Regions from separate parts of the Mus musculus genome. Here region 2 is linked to region 1. A link is a contact called in public HiChIP or PLAC-seq data. All regions are on one chromosome and are shown on one strand. The core of a region is the stretch at or near the end of the contact, and the rest is flanking DNA. Distances in the headings are between cores, read along the strand shown. Region 1 overlaps Gm36560 (a long non-coding RNA gene). Region 2 overlaps D930007P13Rik (Riken cDNA D930007P13 gene).

The links. HiChIP or PLAC-seq counts read pairs in DNA pulled down with a chosen protein or histone mark.
Region 2: a CTCF HiChIP or PLAC-seq map of the NIH/3T3 cell line shows a contact between it and region 1, with 7 read pairs. The contact joins two enhancer-like sites. A contact is called at or near these places in 1 of 15 datasets of contacts at CTCF or cohesin (the NIH/3T3 cell line) and 1 of 115 datasets of contacts at active chromatin or transcription factors (SST interneurons).

Annotation. Positions count from the first base shown.
Region 1 is chr15:102,800,660-102,806,425 of GRCm38.p6, reverse strand. The region is part of intron 6 of Gm36560 (a long non-coding RNA gene); the gene reads right to left. Among named protein-coding and RNA genes, the nearest start is that of Gm36560, 49 kb to the right of the region's middle. Within about 2 kb of position 3,990, at least 59 of the 459 cell types and tissues checked have an H3K27ac peak or open chromatin away from gene starts, as enhancers often do. A contact at or near this core is called in the NIH/3T3 cell line, where this site is marked.
Region 2 is chr15:103,125,437-103,131,142 of GRCm38.p6, reverse strand. It overlaps D930007P13Rik (Riken cDNA D930007P13 gene), which reads left to right. Exons shown (of 7, transcript NR_045743.1): 4 at 4,105-4,184; 5 at 4,905-5,125; 6 at 5,276-5,392. Among named protein-coding and RNA genes, the nearest start is that of D930007P13Rik, 19 kb to the left of the region's middle. Within about 2 kb of position 2,947, at least 26 of the 459 cell types and tissues checked have an H3K27ac peak or open chromatin away from gene starts, as enhancers often do. A contact at or near this core is called in the NIH/3T3 cell line, where this site is marked.

The DNA of each region.
Region 1 (5,766 bases), core at 2,741-5,240:
TTAAACCTTAGTTCTCTTCATCCATATCTTCAGAATAAAGTGGAGTTGGAGTGAATTCTGTCCTAACCCCCTGTCTGTCCTCTACATTTAAAGTTAGACACCTGTCTCCTCAGAGTGAAGGGCAAGAACCTGCCTGCCCCACCCCCAGAAGGTCATGGCCTCTGTCCTTAACAGCTTTAACACAAAATCTGTTTTCTTGCAGCCTTACTAGGTGTGGTGCAGAGGCAGGGGGATGGCAAGATTGGAGACACGGAAGACAGGAGGGTGAACTGGGGAGTGACCACAATCGGTCAGCCTGCCAACAGCCCCTGACCCCGTTTTAATATCCCAGAGGTTGGGAAGCGAGAGCAGAAATCACAGGCTCCAGAAAAAACAATCTTTGAAAGAAAATTGCCTGTCTCAGCCAGAGATATATGAAAGCGCGGTTACAGTCGGGGGTTGGGGGGGTGACTGTAAAACTACACCTGGTTATTGCACTGGCTGGCTGACACCATGATGCCTTTGCACTCCAAACAGTTTTGCTTGAGATGAAAAATTCTGTGGACTCTAGTAACCAAGATGGTGTGGATGAGGTGAGAGGAGAGGGCCGACGACGGGCTACCTAGTACGGGGGCAGAGGTGTGTCTCCAACAGTTGGTTGGCAGTGGGATAAATGGGCAATCAAGATGGCTGGGGATGGGGACTTGGGACTCATGACAGCGGGGCCAAAAGAAGGCAGGAGTTCCTATGCCAAGTTCCATCGATGAACTCTCCATCCCTGCCCTCTGCCAGGCTTGTCTGACTTTCCCTCGTGTCGTTCTCAATGACCTCACATCTTTCCTTACTTCTCCTCCACCCCTTGTCTATCACAGTATCTTTCATTTCCTCTCCGCTTCTGCCTCGCGTCCCCTGTTGTCCTTCTGTCACTGTATTTATGATTCTGTCACCGTGGTATCCGTCCTCCTGTCCTCCCACTTACCTTACAGTTAAACTTGTATGTCTGTCTGTCCATTTGGACATCAATCTTTGCTCTCTGATTCCATGTACTCTAACGAAAAGTGGATGGGAAGTGGAGAGAGGGAATTCAAAGTAAAACTGTTAACTGCCTTTTATGAAGGAAGCACTTGCTATGTGCCAAGCCCTCGCTTACACATCCTCCTAGTTAATTCTTACAACTAGGTTTGAGAGGTAGGGCTTTATTATCCCCATTTTACAGATGGGAAAAGAACATCAAAGAGTCTAAGTAATGTAATACTAAGTGGGACTCAAACCGAGGCCTGCCTGACTTCAAATACCTCACGCTGAACAATTAGTAGACAAGAAAAACCAGACGGAAATGTGGTAAAAGGGCAAGTTGATGGGAAAGACCTTGGAGGAGATCCTGGAAGCAGGACTAGGCCAGTCACTGGCGGCAGCTAGAAGCCAATCACTAACCTGCCTGCTTCGGACCTGAGCAACTGACCACCAGGTCTGTCTGGGCAGTGCAGAACAATCTCCTGACAGGAACACTATGTGTGATGGAAGAGCAGGGGATGGGGAGAGAGTTCAGCCAGGAACATATTTGCTGCAAGTACTAGGGTCTGAGTCCAATCCCAGAATCCATTTTAAAAAACAAAATCTAGGTATGGATATGTAATTACAGGGGCTGGGTAGGCAGAGACAGATTCTGGAAGCACATTAGCCAGCAGCCTAACCTACTTGTTGAGCTCCAGGCCAATGAGAGACCCTAGCTTAAAAAAAAAATAATAATGAGGCTCTTGTTCCTCTCTTTCGCTTCCTTTCTTGCTCCCACTCTGTCCCCTCGCCCCTTCCCCATTCCCTTCCCCCCTCTCTCCACATGCTCATGGCCGGGGCCTCTATTCCTCTACTTCTCTACTCTTTCTCTCTGCCTTTTTCTGCCTCTACTGCCCTCTTCACTCTCCTCCCCATGAATAAACTCTATTCTATACTAAAAAAAAAAAAGTGAAAATAAATGAATGAATATATATATATATATATATATATATATATATATATATATATATATGAACCAGGCCAATGAGAGACCCTAGCTCAAAAATAAAATAAAAATGAATGGCACCTAAACAATGAGACCTGAGGTTTCTTCTGACTTTTACAAACACACACACACAACACACACACACACACACACACACGAAAGAAGCCTACCAGCCCCAAAGGTGAGCTCCCTTTAGAGCCTCACCTGGGGATTGTCTTTTTCTAAACCTCCCCAAGCCAAACTTTTCCATCTGAGCCTCCAAATCCTTAGCAAAAATGCTGGCTCCTTGAAGCTTAGGATGGCTCCAGCACTTATGGCTGAAGACACCTGTGCACTTGTGAAGTGTAAGGAAAGCCCACTGGAAAGCCATATTGGATCACAAAATTCTTGTGCCAAAAGATTGATCTTTTGACTTATTCTCCAGTCAATTTTTCCTTCACTTTAAAGCCCGGAATACCCAATGCCCCCCTCCCATCTAGCTCATTCTCCCCTTTGCTATTTATAAAAGGCTCACATCTTCCTCCCCACCCTACCCCCTTGCTAGTATTCAGTTTGGTGGAAACACTCTAGCTGTCCAATTCTTGAAGAAGGGACAGTGTCCCTGAGCTCCCATGAGTGCCTGGCGTGTGCCGTGGAGCGTGAGATGGGATCTCTGTTATCTCAGCGTCGTTACAAATGGAATAATTGGTCATAAAAATTATGCAGCCTGTTGGAAAAGAAATAACACACGTGCTCATTATAGATTCCTGAGATAGCTTCTCCTCACTAAAATTTTATGTTTTTCCCATTTACCAGCTATCACCAATATACACCCCCAATCTCCAAGTTCCCCAAATCGGGACAACCTTAGAAAAGAAGCCTAATAAACAATACGGGCTTAAAGTCACAACCTTACCACAAATTTTGCTCAACCAAAGCAACCCAATGTGACCTAAAAGTGAGTTCAGAAAAATGCATATTCTTTCTCTCACCAAGGAACTGCAAATGAGTTAACTTATCATACTCTCTGAACCAGAAGGGTATGATTCCTTCACATTCCCCCCTCCTCAGCCTCTACTGCACTTCCATGAAGTGGACACAGAGGAGGGGGCCACCTCTCCTGGCTTGCAAGGAGCCCTCCACCAGGTGAGAAGAGTGGACATGTTGAGGGCACAGAGACACTGAGTGTTCTAGCAGTAGTTTAGGGTCAGCATTGGTATGACCTACGGGAGCAAGACATCTGACTACAGATGATGTAAGCAATCTCATGCCAGCCCTAGATAAGACACCCAGGACCAGATCACAGCATGCGGCAGACTTCAAAGGATTGCTCCTAAGGGTGATAACCTTGGACATGACAAGGGACACTCGTGGGATCTTTTGCTCAGACTGTGGTATCTCGGGTCTCTGCTCTAGAGACCACTGTTATTAGAACAAGAAACACATCGCCTCACCAATAGAGCCTCCACGCAGAGACCCAAGGACCAAGAAAAACAAAGCATGACTCTAGGCAAAGAGACATTTTGTGTACATTATTTTCCCACACAACAGTCCACAGCCCTCTCAAGGTTGTCCTAAAACACCTTGTTCTTCAGTTACTGCATAGCCCCTAAAAACAAAACCTACACAAGTAGATCTTGGATCCTGGCATCCTCTTTTGAAGATGAGAGAGGAGGGCCAGGCAAAAGCCCAAGAATTCAAACTCGCAGCACTAGCTAACCTTTGCCTCCATGGGACACAGCTCTCTAATACCTGAGACTAGAGGAAGATGCTCCCACTCCTGTGGATCCCCAGAAAGAGAAAGAACAAAAAAAAAAAAAAAAAACAGGAAGGCTGGCTCCGAGCCAAGCAGACTCAGACTGGCTCCAGTTTTTCCCAGCTGTGGACTCAACTTCTTGGAGTGAGACTGGATGATTGCTATGCGAAGAACAGGTTTGACTCCCACACCCTGTCTCCGCTCTCCATGCCCCTCCTCGATCCCTTTCAGTGGAGTGAGGAAGAAGGAGAGAATTACACTGGCTCCTCAGCCTTTCCCAGCTACAGTCAGCCCTCCTACAAAGGATGAGTCAGCACCAGCCATGGAGACAGAAACCAACCGCTGAGAGCCCGGCTGGGTTTTGAGACAAGCACCACTGACTGACTAGACATGGTCAGCCAACTTCCAAGTGAATTTTAGGGACCTGAATCTCCGTTCTGCCTCAGTAAGAAGCAGACAGTTGGGGACCTTCTCCTTATGTGAGCCTCCTGCCTTGCTCATGAGAATGGAGGCTCCTGGGCCTTCTCAGCTTCTCTCTAGGCCTTTCTAGGCCATTCTCTCAGAACCCCAGGAAGTCCAAGCATACAAAATACTGTTCTTTCCCTCCTCAACAATATCCATGCCATCTGAATCTAGGCTACAGGTGTTGATTTTTTTTTTTTTTTTTACTTATAAACACCTGCAAAATAAATTACTTATCACTCTCTTGTGGCCGTGTTTCTTAGGCTTCAACATGCACACTATAATCTGGAGGTCTTGTTAAAATGAGAATTACTGTTCAGTAAGTCAGGGGTGGAGCCTGGGACTCTGCACTTCTGACAAACTCCTCAGTGATGTTAATGTTGCCAGGACATGGACCACAGTTTGAGCACTGAGGATCTAGAAAAAGAGAGCACTGAACTGGGGACTCTTCTTGGCTGAGAAGGAAATAAGATAAATAAGAACAGCCTGACAAGCAATCCAGCTGAATATGTGTGTATGCGGGGAGACAACAAGGTCATCACATAGCAGTTGGGGCATTTGAGGATGCCGATAAGAGGGTCTCTTAAAGCAGGACAAATTAGGAATGGGATATGAAAATGAGGACCAACCGAACCAAGAGGAAAGTGGGGTGGACCATACCTAAGGATCAGATGGGAAAAGATGACTTACATGAGGGCCAGGCCCCAGAACTGCCTCTCAGAGAGGAACTCCAAACCAAGAAGTGACAGGAGCCCATCAGAACAAGTCTACAGAGGCCAAGTGGAGAGGATTCTCAGGATTTATCAGAACTACATAATGTGGTCAGATGATGCTAAGGAGCTGAGTGAGTTAGAGGAAGGGTGCCAAGGACGGCAGCAAGGGGGAGCCAGGAGGTAGTGTAGTAAGTACGGACTTTGATCTTGGGAAGATGAGACCATTCAAGAGACCGCTGTGAGTGTGCTTGATGCACTTCTAAACACTGGTTAAGATGGCACGTTTCACACTGTGTCTGTCTTACCACAAAAATGCTACAGCGAAGGCAGGAGCCCTAGGAAGACGGCACCACCATATAAAAGGATGAAAATCCAAGCCCATTTTAATGCTGAGGACATGGTTTTTAAAGATGATCCTCCTGAGGCAAAAACAAACCCCGGAGCCTCCTCTTAATCCCTGCTGATGCTGCTCAGCCTCTTAAGGATGGGGGGACATTACAAATGGGTTTCTGTTGTGCCTCTGAGCTCCACCAGTTCATACTGAGTCATTAGCCCAGCTCTGCAAGTATCAGGCATGAGTCTCCTCGCTCAACAGCCTGTACATGAAAGAACTGGCCACCGACAGAGAAAGCCAAGCTCTTAAAACGCCAGGCTCCAAGTTCTTGGGAACATGGCTTCCATAAGGATATCGGGGAGATGCAGGGTTGAGCTGAAATAGTCAAAAATAAAATAAACTATGCACCTAGCCAACACAGGGAATGAATGGGGAGAAAATTGAGAAGATGCATGATTGGGCAAGAAAAGGGGGTGAAAACAATGGAAAACCTGGGGCTGGAACTATAACTTGGTTGGTAGAGTACTTGCCTAGCATGCACAAA
Region 2 (5,706 bases), core at 1,698-4,197, 330 kb before region 1:
GTCAAAGTGCCACTCAATAGCTGCTGGTTTGTGCCTGTCTCTTCCAGGAGGCATAAGGACAGGGTAGAGGAAGCATTTGGTGTTATTTCTCAGGCTATTTCCACCTTTAAAAAATATTTCTTCTTACTTTATATGTGGATGTTTTTTCTGCTTGTCTGTGTAACATGTAGTACCTAGAGAGGCCAGAAGAGGGCACATGATCCTCTGAAACTGGAATTACAAATGGTTGTGAGCTTCTATGAGGTTACTGGGAATAGAATCTGGGTCCTCTGGAAGAGCAGCAACTGCTCTTGACTGCAAAGCCACCTCTCTAACCCCTCTCTAGCCCTGGCTGTCCCGTGAATCAATGTATAAATCATGCTAGATTTAAACTCACAGAGATCCACTTGGCTCTGCCTCTCAAGTGCTGGGGCTAAAGCATGCTCCACTATGCTTAGCTCTCTCAGGTCCCATTTTTAAGGCAAGGTCTTGCTGTGCAACCCAGACTGGCCATGAACTCCTGATCTACTTCCCTCCCTCTTGAGTGCTGGGATTACAGAAGCATGTCGATATACTTGACACCGGTTTGTTTATTTGTTTGTTTGTTTGAAAGGGTCTCATGTAGCCCCAGGCTGGCCTTGAACTTAATATATGACTTAGGATAACCTTAAACTCCTGTCCTGCTCTTATTCCCCAAGTTTCAGGGTTACATGTGTTTATCACCACACCTGGTTCATGCAGCGCTGGGCTTTATGCATGCCTTTTGACTGTTCTTAGGAATTGGTGCTTTGCATTTGGAGAGGGTATGTTCTTTTGGAAGTTGATGTGGAATAGTTCCCTCTCCTTGCTGAGCCTCAGAAGCAGGGCTCCTATTAATTTCCACTTCCCTGGCCTACCATGGTGCCTGGCATCTATGTGTATAACTGGCTGAGAGCCTGACTACAGAGGAGAGCACACCAATGAACTCGTTCAAGTCCCTGCTCTGCTTCTTTCTAGCTCTGTGATCCCCGAGCAAGCAGTTTCTCTGGTCAGCTTTGTAGTTGTACCATGAGGTGCTGGGGCCTCCCTGTTCTGAGATTCTGTGTATCCATGGTGGTAAGACTAGAGACAGGCCCAGCGGCAGACTGACACACAGCCACTTCCTAGAGGGAAGGTTAAGTGGTAAGCCATGGATGGTGTTGAAATTGAGTTGGGCGGGTTATAGATCCAGAGAAAGTAGGTGAGTGTGAATTCTAGGCATATCCGCATGAAATGAGGACACTTTCTTATTGCTTATATTTTCAATTTATTTATATTTAAAAGGTTGAGAACTAAACTAGGCTTGGTGGTGCATGCCTTTAATTCCAGCACTTGGGAAGCAGAGGCAGGGGGAGCTCTGTGAATTTGAGGTCACTTTGATCTACATACTGAGTTCCAGGACAGCTAGGACTATGTAGAGTATTGCAAAAAGCAGACAGACAAAAGGGGGAGCTTAACACACAGAGTACTACAAGACTCCACTATTTGAGGTTTGTCTGGTCCTCTCAATCCCCTCGTGTGGGCTCTATTCTGTTTCTCTTCCCCTTGACAACTGCTGGGGGAGAATCTGCCCTTCCATCCCTTAGAACCAGCCCTGTGACTTGGCATCAGGCCTTCTCAGGTCCCCACTGGGATGCCGGGGCTGCAGAAGCTTGGCAAGTTTCCAGTGGGCGCCCCTGGTGAGGTCTGCTGCTGCTGCTACCTCAGGGACCGGAGTTTCCCATCACCCTGGGTTCCCATACTTCTGTCTTCCGGCCCACAGCCAAGATATCCTGCCTTCCATCCCCGACCCTGACCTCTGGAGCCCTTCTTAGCCTGAGAACAGGCTCCTTGTTTTATCACCCTACTCTGAGAATACTGAGGCTGGAATTCTAAGAGACCAGAAAAACTCTTCCAAAGTGTGAAGAAGGGGGAGGGCTCCTGAGTGAATGAGACCCCCATCCTACATTTCTGCTTCTGACTAGCCCTCATTTTCCCACATCACCCCTGGGAGAGGAGTTGGTGGAGGCTGCAGAGAGTACCCCCAAACTTCTGAGCTTCACATACCTTACCGACAGGAGATGTTCCTTGCAGGGAGCTGAAGGGGAGTCAGTACCTGTGCAAGGCACCCTAGGGTCCTGTCCCTTACATCTCCCACTCTCTTGTGGTCCCTAAGGATCTTGGATATATCCAGAGACCAAGGAGCGGCTGCCCCTCAGTCCTGCTCTAGAGAGAAGAAGAGAAAGGCCATGGGAAAATCCCTGGGAAAAAAAAAGTTAAGGAAGGGTGGTGGCTCCCTCCTCCCAGCAGCCTAATAAAATCCACCTTTGAAGACAGGCAGAAGAACCCAGGGGGTGAAGTTGAGGGCAGAGGAGGGTCTGTGGTTGCTGGGGGCTGAAATTGCTCTTAGTGAGTCCTGGCAAGATCCCAAAAAGGAAAATGCCAGGGCTCTGTAAGTAAAGTTTGGCTGTGAGCATGAATATCAGAGAATCTCATCTTGAGTAGGTGTGAGGGCCCCAGAGGCTGGAGCTGAGTCACACATTTCTTACTTTATGAGATATTTGCTTACAGGAGACCCAGAGAGGGAAAAGATCCAGGCTGAGTCACACAGCATTTGTGTGTTCCTCATTGTTGGCTGGGCCTGGCTTTCTCCTGCTTTCTCTCTTTTCCTTCATATAAATTTAAAAATACTTCTGTTCTCCACTCTCAGCAAACACTATGCTTATTCCAAACACTCTTCCTCCTCAATAGTTACCTGTGAACTTTGACCTCAGGAATCCACTTTGGGGAGGGCACTTGGAGAAAACAAGATAGATCTCCTTAACTCTCCCAAGGGCTTGCAGGTGGCCTGCTAAATTGCCCCTTCAAAGGAAAATTAAAGCAATGTGTGTTTTATGGAGTGCTGTTTTGGGCTGTAGCTAGGGTGGAGTTACAGGCTCAGGACTGAGGCATGTCGGGGTGAGATACCTGGACCAGCAGAGCCCAACATGTCTGCTTCACTCCCTGGTACCCCACTTCCTGTCAGAGTAGACAAGCCCAAAGAACCTACCCCAGGAACTACTTCCTGTAGTATTTTTTTCTCTCACAAGGAAGCCCTGGGAAGCACATGTCCCCTCTGGGGCCCCACCTCTTGGATTTCTGAGACCACATTGCCAGGGTCTAAGCCTGGGATCTGTAACACCCCAGGGTATTTTTCTGACAGGCTGCCAGTGTAGAGAAAAGAGGACCCCTCTGTTTAGGCTCCAGGCCATCTTGCTCTTGGCCCTGCAGTGTTTCCTTCTGACAGTCAAACTAATTTTTTGTTTCTTTTCCTTTTTCTTTTTCTCTCTATTTTTGGCTTTGCGACAGGGGTTCATTTAACCCATGATGGTTTGGAATTTGATATGTAGCCAAGGATGTTCTGGAATTTCTGACTCCTACCTTTACTTCCTGAGTGCTGGGAATACATGCTTATATCGCCACACCCATCTTATAACGTGGTGAGGATTGAACCCAGGGCTTTGGGCATTTTAGGCCAACACTTTACCAACTCTTCAGCTCCTAGGTCCCCGTTTGTTGTGGGATTCAGAGTGAGTCATTTTGTTTTCCTTTTCGTTCTTTATTTCCAGGGAGGTCTTTTTGAAAAGAGGATCTAAAGTAATCATTCCTAATAGAATGCTCGTGGCAGAGGAAGCCCCAGTCTGCTTGTTATGGTTTTAATATGAAATATTTCCCCACAGGCTTGCATGTGGAACCAATTGGTCCCCAGCTGGGGGCGCTGTTTTAGGGTGTGATGGAAACATTAGGAGGTGGAGCTTAGATGGAGGAAGGCAACTGGGGCATACCTCTGGAGGGTCCTGTTCCTGGTTTCCATAAGCTGAGTAACTCTGTCCTCTACATCATCACAGCTATGATGCTCTGCTCCACTGGACACAGTGTTGCCCAGGCCATAGTTAAAGGCCTGAAACTGTGAGCAGAGACATGGCCTTTGAAGTTGTTCCTCAAGTCATTGTCTCAGTGACAGAAAACCCAACACTACCCCAGATGAATTCTTCATTGTTCAACTAAGGGCAAGGGCATGTCTCAGGGAAAGAGCCTGGGTAAAAGAAAATCTAGGTTCTGATTCTGACCCAAGTCTCTTCTTTTTAGGCCTTATTTTTCCCATGTGTAAGACATGGAGCTGGAATCCGTGAACTTCAAAGGTCCTTTAGAGGTGGCTGAAAGCCTAGGTAAATGAGTGCAGGACAATGATAATAGCCAATGTATTTGACCCCTAGAATGTGCTCGGTCCTACGTGTTGTGCATTTTCCATAGGCTGTCCTATTTAAGATTCAACCACATGATTATATAGCATTATGTAATTGCATAGTGAGACTTGTTCTCCAGAAGAAAAAGTCCTATGAGTAAAATAAGACACAGAGAAGCTAAGTAACTGAGGACTTCTTTTTTGGTTTTGTTTTGTTTTCTTATTTTGAGAGAGGGCCTTACTGTGTAGTTCAGTCTGATTTTGAACCGGAGATCCTCCTTCTTCAGCCTCCCGAGTCCTGGGATTGCAGGCATGTGCTGCCATACCAAGCTCTAAATCGTGGCTTCTTGGAGGAGGCCTTGTAAAGCTGAGAGGAGGTTTAGCTTTGTAGAGAGGGACTCCAGGAAGCTCTGAGGGTTCCTGGCCAGAGCATCACACGTATAATGCTATAGAAGAGCTCTTCCCTGGGTTAGGGATGTAGCTCTACGGTAGAACACTTCTCAAGCATCAGTGAGGCCTCCAAGAACTGAGAAAAGAAAGGCTTGCTCTTTAGCCAAATGTGGTAGCACACATCTCCAATCCCAGCACTTGGAGTCTTAGGCAAGAGGATCATGGGTTTGAGGCTGGCCTCTGTTACATAGTGAGACTTGTTCTCTCCAGAAGAAAAAGTCCAAAGCCCTTGTTTGTCTCTCATCTGCACCAGGAGGCCCTGTGCCAGGAACTGGAGTAGCCCAGCCCACAGAGTCCTGAGTGCTGCTCCTACCCCACCCCACCCCACACACAGTTCCTCTTCCTCTCGGTACTCCATATTGCGGCCACTTCTGCAAGGCTGGGCTGCTTGAACTCCGTGTTGGATTTGGCTTCTTCCTCAGAAGACAATTTATGGCGACATGTCGGAGACTCTGTTTTAATGAAGTTGCAAAAGTAGGTTAATGGGCTGTGGGTGTTTTTCATCCCCTCCCCCTGCCCCATCTCCACCCCTGGGCAGATGAGTGATGTATCTACCAGTAAGAGGCAGAGTCGGATCCAGCCTGGACTTACAAGCTCACACATCTATCCTTGGTCTCCCCCTAGGCTCCTCAGTCTCAGTCGTCTCCGCCACTAGGTAGGAGCTCGGAATGTCTAGCCCTAGTCCGTCCGATACTTGGATGGAGCTTCCTCTCCTGCCTCGAGGGAGGGACAGGTCATAAGGTGAGTGAGGATTCTGGAAAGAAGAAAGCTAGAATAAAGGAGAATGCGTGTCTTTGGACATCAGAAGCCAGGGTGTGTAGAGCTGTGGTGAGTGTGAATGTCAGTGACCTTGAATGTCAAGGTAGGTTTTGTTGGAGGAGGACCTGAGTTTCTGGAGCTCTTCCAGGTGCTGCCCTTGCCTCTCAGGTTCATGTCTTTGCCTCCTGGTCCAGTGCCTGCTGTATAGCTGCTCTTACAATGGTGCATAGGAACAGGAGGCTCTTTCTCTACCCCAAGTCTCCAGGGCATCCTTGTTACCTCTGAATGGCCCTCAG